Regions from separate parts of the Cricetulus griseus genome. Here region 2 is linked to region 1. The links are chromatin contacts, called in public Hi-C maps. All regions are on one chromosome and are shown on one strand. The core of a region is the stretch at or near the end of the contact, and the rest is flanking DNA. Distances in the headings are between cores, read along the strand shown.

Region 1 (4,251 bases), core at 542-3,041:
GTCAAATTGCCACAGTTTGAGGCTAGCCTGAGCTACATATAGTGAGTTCCAGGCTAGTCTGAGCTACAGAGTGAGAGTATGTCTCAAAAAACCAACAATACAATAAAAGGCTATTGGTCACATTGGAATGGGGCCTGTGATCTCCTGGTAATTATCTCTTTAAAGGCCTTTTCTCAGCTAGGCATGACATGTGCCTGTAATCTCAGCGCTCAGGTGTTTAGGGCCATCTTCAACTATATATTGAGTTTGAGTCTAACCTGGGCTACATGAGACCAGATTACAAACAAGTAAATAAATAAACCATAAATGCAAAAATAAATGTCTTTTGTCTAAATGTTGTCATATTCAGAGATCCTAGGAGTTAAGATTTCAATAGGTGAATGTGGAGGGCTGGAGGCAGCACCACTGGGTCATGTCTTCCTCTTTGAGCAACATCTGCAGCTAGAGTCCTGGGTGAGGTTATCATAGGACTTTCTACAGAAGGGTGGCAGTGATCATCATGCCACCAGATCTGGGTTCACAGCTGGCCCCTTTATTTCGTATCAAGGTGACAGAGCCCTAGTTCCAGGTCCTGGAAGCCTATGTTTCCACAGAAACACAAGGAAGATGTTGTCTGCATCACAGGGAACAAATGTGACAATCCAGAAAGTTCATCAGTGTAAGGCACAGGGTCAATCCCAAGACATGGTAGATGCTCACAAAACTCAAGTTCTTTTCCTAAGCATGCTTCCCACTGGAGCTTCTTTCTGCAGGAAACTAAGGATGCTCCCTAACAGTTCCCTGGGGAGAAGTGAGCTAGGCAACCTAAGAAACAAAGACACAGACTAAAATACTAGTCACTCCAAAGCTGAATGCTGACTGTGGGCCCTTATGCCTTAAGCCTGGGCCACTAAGACACTTAGGCACCTCACAGAATGTGGGCAGGACTACTAGCCCTCATCTGACTCATGATCCCCTGGCCTGTTATTGTGTCCAAAAGAGTCTTTAAGCTACATATGGTGGTACTGGCCTGTAATCTCAGAACACTGGATTAGAAGCAGCAGAATTAGAAATTCAAGGCCAGCCTTGGATGGTACAAGAGACCCTGTCTCAAAAACCAGAGAAGCAGGGGCTGGGGAGCTCTGTTTCAAAGGCATTCAGGTCTGTCCTGAACTTGAACATGAACATGAACACTCACTCTTGAACTTCAAAGTATGGCAGCAGAAACCGAGTTAGGTCCAAGCTGAGCCCAGCTTGAAATTTGATCCTGGAGGATCAAAAAACAAGTCAAAGTTGACAAGGCCTTCATCTCAGAGGAAATCTTCATAGCCCATGGCAAGGCTGGACTGGGAATCAAGGGTTTTGCATTCTAATCCCAACCCTGATATTTTCCATTGATGGAACACTAGTAAGTCATGCCAGGGGTCGGACGGGGGCACCCATAGGCCAAAGTGGAAGTCATATGCTTGATAAACATGAATTAACATCTTAGTAAGTCCAAAAGGAGTTCCACTGGCTCCTCTTCTGGTTAACACAGACTTCTCTGAATACCGAGGGGTGAAGAGAGAAGTCCTTTAGACTCTGCTGTCCCTAAACTGCCTACATTTGATGACTACACGCCCACTTTACAGCAGATGAAGGGTGCATCTTTTCTTAAGAAGTGGAACATTTCCTGCTTTGGAGGAAGAGAGATGGGGTTCTTCCTGGACCACACTGCCTCTCCAGCATGCCCCCCCCCACCAGTACCACACCTCCCTCCCTGAATTACTCACTCCTGGAAATATGACTGATGACATCGGGATGAGTAAGAGGCTCGTGCGCGTCACAGCTGGGAGGGTGAATGAGTTCAACGCTCCCTAGAGCACAGCCACATAGGTCTATCTGTACCAGGAGTCCAGACAACACAAAAGGCCTGGTGTGTGTGTGTGTGTGTGTGTGTGTGTGTGTGTGTGTGTGTGTGTGTGGCGTGGCACAGGGAGGCTGGCCTTTATTTAGTAATGAATTACAAGTCTGAATCCACTGCTCTTTCCTTTTTCATTCATGTATTTTATGTATGTGAGTGCCCTGTCTTCATGCACACTAAAAGAGGGAATCAGATCCCATTACAGGTGGTTGTGAGCACCCGGTGGTTGCTGAGAATTGAACTCTGAGAATTGGACACCTCTGGAAGAGCAGTCAAGTGCTCTTAACCAACGAGCCATCTCTCTAGGCCCAGCCATTGCTCTCTCTTAATAGACCCAGAGTGATAGTAGCCTTTCTCAGCAACAGGTAACAACTGTAACGCCATCCTAGATGAGTGGGGACAGACGACTGTCTCCTTTAAGGATGGGGCTGACTGTTTCTGACCCAGTTACCCAGCTCCACCCCAGTACAGTGCGGTACAGAAGCAGGTCTGAAATTGCCAGCCCAGCCTCAGCTGCTTTAGAAGGGCTCCAACCCCAGGGATCACCCTTGCAAGGTGTGTGTGTACAATGGGTGTGTGTGTGTTTATGCTTTGAGGGACACCCAAATTCATGGTGTCAGTCAAGCAAATACTTTGTGTCTATTTTCCATTTCCATGTGTCTCATTTTGGAACAGTTAGTGGACATGGGGTCAGAGCAAAGGAATGTATTAATTCAATGCATTTTGAAATGTCTCTTTAACATTCTTAGAGTTACAGTGCGAGTTAAGAATACTAATAGAGGCAAAACAACATGCAAGCTAGACTCTCCTGGCACTTGGTAAATAGGGCTGAAACACCAGTTTCCCCATACCTAACATGGGCGTAGTCAGGACATGGATGGTATGGAAAATAACACCAGGACCGTGAAGCATGAGGCAGCCCCACCTCCGTGTTCTCACCAGACAGTGGCATAAAACACTCCCCAAGCAGCTACTCCCCAAGAAGCTCCAAACAATGTTCTTCACATACCTTGAGGACTGCTTTTCAGGAGCTACAGGATTTCTTCTGAGTTGTTTTATATGAGAATGGAAGGTAATGCTCAAAACCTTTCCAGACAGATGGACTATGAATTTGGAAGAGTATATTATGAGCTGGGCATGGGGGTACCTGTGATCTCAGCACTTGGAAGGCTGAAGGAGGATTATTAGTTTGAATTCAGCCTGATCCACACATTGAGACCCCTCTCTCAAAATTAATTGCTCCCCATTAGCCTCCAGGCCAGAGAAACAGTGTCTCCTAGCTAACATTCTTCAACATCAGGCTTGGCTTGCTAGCAGTTTCCTACAAGGCAGGTTACCTTGAGTAATCTACTCAGTGTGTAAGAGATAACTCTCCAGTCCCTACTGCCATTTACCAGTGAGGATTCCTGATGCTAGACAAGCCACCGGGACCTTTCTTAGTGTACAGAGTGACTTTCTGGGAGGTTCACAAAGGACCAGGTCACTGGGGTGACTTCTCTCAGAGCCACTGTTTCTGCCCAATGAGCCTTTGGAGTGTGGTGTTCTCTGGGTCATACTGAGAGACCAGGACCAACCATTCTGCTGCTCCAGTGCTATCAGGGTAGATGTGGGCTTGGAGGCTGCTCCTTGCCTTTCCTGGGTCTCCCAGATTCTGAACTCTAACCACAATAGAGGCTGCCGTCTCTCCAATTCCCCCAGTATCTCTCTCTCCACACAGCCTAAGAGACCTCTTTCTAGCTCTAGAAAAACTGCTGGCTGAGTGAGGGCATGAAAGCTACTCTCTATCATGCTCTTTTCCAAATGTGTGCCCTTGTTGCCTTAAGAACTTGAGATGGCTCAGTGGTGAAGAGCATTGGCTGCTCTTCCAGAGGACCCAGGTTCAATTCCCAGCGCCTACATGGCAGCTCACAACTGTCTGTAACTCTGGTTCCAGGAGATGCAACACCTGTACACAAATTCAGACATACATGCAAACAAAACATCAACACATATGAAATTAAAAAAAAAAAAAAAAAGAACTTAGGTTCTGAAAACCAAATCCAAGACTGAGCCGCAGAGTGGCAAACACTGGGGGAAGTGAGCTGCAGTTTTAGGAAGAAAACACTACCCCACAGAGAGTTCTCACTGCCTTATTTAGGGCTTTCAGGGAAGCTATAGGAATCACAACAATATGCTATTGGCAGGAGAACAGACAAGAGGATTAAGGAAACAGAATAGAGGCCAGCGTGGGTCCCCAGGCGTGCATAGCACTGCCCCTCAGCAAAGGCACCAGCATGTTTTGGTGAACAAAGGAAAGTCCATTCTAATTAAAGGCTGCTAGAACAACTGGATATCCCAAAGTATTACTTCACCTCATATTTAGACATTGT
Region 2 (4,656 bases), core at 1,336-3,835, 54 kb after region 1:
CCCTAGTGACACAGATTATTCAGTTGGGGCACTGATGTCCGGTCTGACTTCCCATCCAGGCCCCAGAGTTTGAGCCAAGCACCAGGCAGGGAGATTGCACTGTGTCACTGGTCAATGGCTCCATCTCATTAGTGAAAGAAACAGAAATACAAAGCTCCAATGTTGGCTGGGGAAAGAGAGGGAGGTGGGGTGGGGTGGGGTGGGGTTATTGAACTAGAAAGTCCGGGGACAGGTATAAAGTGAATGATGTTTTGGTTCAACACAAATCACCCACTGGGCTGGGATGCAAACATAACCAATGACTTTTTAGATAAGCCTTAAAACTCATCACTTCAGTAGTAAGGGTCCATTGACTGCACCCTCTGTGAAGACCAGGCTCTCTACAGTAGGTGCTTAGCAGGTATGTAGGGATTAGAGAGAAGACACAGAAAAGCCATTTGGAGGGACTCACTCGACATGGGGCATTACTTTGAGAGAGGTGCTCCTCTTTTTCGGATTACAAAGAAAGACATGTTTTTACTATATTTCCCAGCTCAGTCCATCTTTCCCTGGAAGCGCCCCCCCCCCATCGGGTTGACTGCTGGAGGCCAAAGCCAAGGCCATAGCCATGGCCTTATGGAGTAACTCACGCTGCTGCAGCCAACTTGGCTAGGAACTCCAGAGGGCTTCGGGCGGCAGAGGACCATGTAAGCTCATGCAGTTCCCTCATGAGACAGTGTGTGTGCTACACAAGTCAGGTACCCCACCAGCACCACCACTTCACCAGTACCCGTTTGGTATCCTACAGACACACGGAGTGCGGGCAGAATCCCTCCAATGGAAACCAGTCTGCCTGCTTTAGAAACAAGTTGTTTTTCTACTTCTAAAACCACTACTCAGGAGCCCAAGTGATGTCTCGTTCTCCCTCTTCTTTCTGCCAGCTTCTTTGCCCCAGGTATCCCCAAGCCCCCCAAGGTTCTGCTCTCCGGGACAGTACAGGTTCCTGCCCAACCCTCACCGGAAGCTGGGAGGGGGGTGAGCACAAGAGGTGTCAAGAGCCAATCAAAGCCAGCTTCTTCCTTCCTGACCTTCGCACCTGATTCCCAGAGGCAACCCTAGCCCTCCCTCCGGATCACTTGAAGGAGCCCAACCGTATTTCTGAGTCCCCAACCCATTTCAGAAAGCTGCTAAGACCGAAGGAAAACAGAAAAAGGAAAGGCTAAAAGGCCTTCGTTGTATGGTCTTTGACGATTGGGAGGGGACTTAGGAGGCGCAAAGATTTCCTTGTCTATCCACCACCGAGAAAGGGGAAGGTGGAAAAGGAGGGGAGAGCGTTCGGAAGGAGGCAACAGGCTTCCAAGAGGGGACCAACAATTCCAGAAGCTTTTCTGGAATAAAGTGAGAGAAGCCGGAGAGGGGGGTTGTTATTGGCTCTTTAAGCCCACTCTCCGCTTGTTTAAAAAAAAAAAAAAAGTGGTGGGGTGGGTGGGGCGGAACAGAACAAAACCCCACAACTTATCAACGGTGGCCCCTAAGTATTTTTCTAGCCCAGCCAAGGAAGGGTAAAGACGGAGGTTGGGGATGGAGGCAGTGAGAGCGAGGAGAGGGCAAGGAGTCAGCCGGTGCCGCCAGGTGCACCCGGGCCCGCACGTACCTGCTGGCCGCCGCCACCGCTGGAGTAGGACTCGGCGTGCGCAGGAGAGCCGCTGCTGCCCCGGGACGAGGTGTCAAAGTTCCCGGGATAATCCTGGTACATGATCCGCGGTGGGGGCCGGAGAGGAAACAGGGTGGTTTTCTTCCCCGCCCTCGCCGCGGCCGCGCAGTCTGCTGCGCGCTCGCTGGTCCACCGGCCCCGCCGCGGGCTGGGCTCTTGGCTCCGGGGCTGTCCCCCAACCGAGGCAGACAGGGAGGCGGCGACACTCGGGAAGTGATCCCCCGATCGCCGCGCACCGCACTTCGTTTCTGCTCTGCAAGCTCCGCGGAACCGGCTGTCCACCGGGTCCCTCCCTCTAAAAAGTCGGCGCGTCCCTCGGTCCCTCCCCTGCGCGCGCCCTTCCGCCCCCGCGCGCAGCCGGAGCTCCGCCGGGACCCACGGGCTGGATCAAAAATGGGCAACGCAAAAAAGACTAGGAGCCCAGCGGGTGTTGCTTGGCAGCTCTGGGGGACTCCCTCCCCAATCTCACAGGGCGCCAAAAAGGCGAAAAAGAAAAGCTGCCGGTTGGGAGAAACTTCTGTTTCCTCCTTTTAGAAAAGGAGCCCGAGAATAAACTTCCTGTGGCCAACTCGCCGCCTGAGTTTCCCGGCGACTCGGACACTTGACTTAGGACAAGGCAGTGAGCGCCTGTCCAGCTGCCCGGATCGCGCCGGCGGGACAGTGCCCGTGGGGTTCCAGGCTGAGCAGTGCTAAGAGGGACGTGGCTCCGCGTCGCAGTGACCTGCACCCGGTGTCCGCTCCAGGACGAGCTGGCCTCGAGCGTCTTGCCTCGCTTCGCCCTCCCTCTCTCTCTTTCTCCCCCTTTCTCGCTCTCTCTCTCTCTCTCTCTCTCTCTCTCTCTCAGTCCCTGCCGAGCGCAGCTCGCTGTCTCGCTTCAAGCCCCTGCGTTCTGCCCGAGATGAGTCACTACAATGGCACGAGTTCAACTCCACACTCTTTATTCTCCAGCCCCGCACCATGTGGATCGACTCACGTCAACGCTAGACTCCACCTTGCTGGGAGGAGCTCTCGAGGCGGCGGGGGAGGAGGCCCGGGACCAGGAGGAGGAGGAGGAAGAGGCGCGGGAGGGGAGGAGGCGGGCACGGCGCTCCCCTCCCAGCCCTGCTCGCGGTCACGCTGACGCCAGCCGCACACCCCGCGCAAGAAAGGCGGGTGGTGGTGAGGGTGGGAGCGTGCGGCCCTGGCACTTTGGGGGCGCCGAGGCCGCTTGAGTTCTTGCCGAGCTCCTCCACCCCCCGGGGCGCAGCGCCCTTGGTCTGTTCCATTGGCGCACGTTGCCAAAGATGGTCATTTGCGTTAGAGGACGCGAGTGCGGGTTTCCTCGCTTTCGGGTGACGTGGAGGGAGAGGGATTCCCTTGCCCGCTCCCAAGCGCGCACCCACCATCCCCACCCCAAAAGAAAGGGGCGCGGGGCGGGGCCCCGAAAGCGGCCTCGCGGGCTCGGGCCCCGGGTTTTAGAAAACAATCGCAGCCCTGAAGCCGAGACGGGTGGCTCAGTGCGGCGCCACAGCGAGGCCCAGAGCCCGGCGCTCAGAGCCGCTCGCGGGGAGGGCGCGGCCGTGCGCAGTCGTCCGCACCCTCCGCGGCGCCGCCCGGTACAGCAGGCGTCCTGGACGCACCGGGCACCCGCGCCGCCCTGCGGCCGGGTCTTGGCGGGGTGCGGCACGGCGCCGCCAGGCGGGGCTGGCCTGCCCATTTCCCCCTCGGAGCCTGGCTGCCCACTGCTTCCCTTTTGTATGTGTGTGCTCTTGGGTTTTTTGTTTGTTTGTTTGTTTTTGTTTTTTATTTTGACCTTCCAATTAATTTGCTAGAAGTGCTATTGAAGATGAAACTAGCTAGCGAGACATTGCGGGAGTCCCCTGTGCTAGACAATTTGGTCGCATCTAATAGCAGCAACCAGGCCTTAAAAGCAAACCAAGCTGTTCAAACAAACAAACTGGGGGGCCGAGAGATGTACCCCAAGTTGCCTTGAGCTGTTTTGGAGCAAAGTTCAGGGCACGCGTGGCCGGACTCCTGGCTCTTCCCGCCTTGCTGGGCGGGGTGGTGCACAGGGTAAAGAGCGCAGGCCTTGGAGTATGAACGCCTGGCCATGCTATTTACGAGCTGTGAGATCTTGGGCGAGTCTGCAGTCTCAATTTCCTTCTGTATAATGAAAGGTTTGGAGCGGACGACCTTCTGAAGCTCTTGTCTGCTCCGGACTTCCAATCATCCTAAGAGAAGGTACCATGCTAAGTGTTGTACCAGGAGTTGAGGAACTCTTTCTTTTGAGGCTCAGGTAGCACAGGCTGTCCCCGAACTCCGTATATGTCTTAGATAAGCCTCCACCTCCCGAGTGCTGGGATTACAAACCAGTAATTACGCCCAGTTTTTAACCATCCTAGGCAGCACATCTGTATCCTAAAGATCTTTTTGAGGAGTGACTAGGAAGGTGAGTTGTTGGGGGTTCACTGGGGATTTTGAAGCGCTATGCATCTGCTATTTCACATCCCAGTCCCAGTCCTCAGTTTCCTTATCTGTGAAGTGGGGGCGTAACTAAGGAAAGAAAAATAAGAGTCGGGAACTCGAAGCTTTCCCGGGGCTCTATATAAAGCTCTGGCGTTTCCGGGATGGCTGGCGGCATCTGGCCGCCCCAAGGGCCCCAAGATACGGTAATCCCAAACAATACTCGGGGTCATTGTTTACAGTTATAAAACACATTCTGTCCCGAGCTCCATCCCCAAGGACTTGTGCGCATGGTGAGTCGAGGTGGCCAGACTCCTCTCATTTCTGCAGCTGCTCTCCCAGCAGAGCGCAGTTCTGCAGGCCCGCGACTGGGGTGTGGGGCAGGCGTACACGCACCAGCCGTGGGTGCCTGGCTTTTTTTCCCCTTCATCCCTGCGTCCTGGCCTGCCTGGGTGTTTACGCGCCTCTCTCAGCAGGACTGAGTAAATGCAGTCCTTTGACGCAAAACGGATCAGCCCTTC

The links. Hi-C and Micro-C count contacts between places; a contact is called where the count stands out from the background.
Region 2: a Hi-C map of the CHO-K1 cell line shows a contact between it and region 1, with 5 times the contacts expected there. The contact joins the promoter of Fosl2 here to the enhancer-like site in region 1. A contact is called at or near these places in 5 of 8 Hi-C or Micro-C datasets (the CHK-Q cell line, the CHL-YN cell line, the CHO-K1 cell line and 1 more).

Annotation. Positions count from the first base shown.
Region 1 is chr7:12,283,275-12,287,525 of CriGri-PICRH-1.0, forward strand. No RefSeq gene overlaps it. Among named protein-coding and RNA genes, the nearest start is that of Fosl2, 53 kb to the right of the region's middle. Within about 2 kb of position 1,792, at least 2 of the 6 cell types and tissues checked have open chromatin away from gene starts, as enhancers often do. A contact at or near this core is called in the CHO-K1 cell line and fibroblasts, where this site is marked.
Region 2 is chr7:12,336,211-12,340,866 of CriGri-PICRH-1.0, forward strand. It overlaps Fosl2 (fos-related antigen 2), which reads right to left and starts at 2,586. Exons shown (of 4, transcript XM_027424424.2): 1 at 1,634-2,586. The coding sequence starts at 1,735.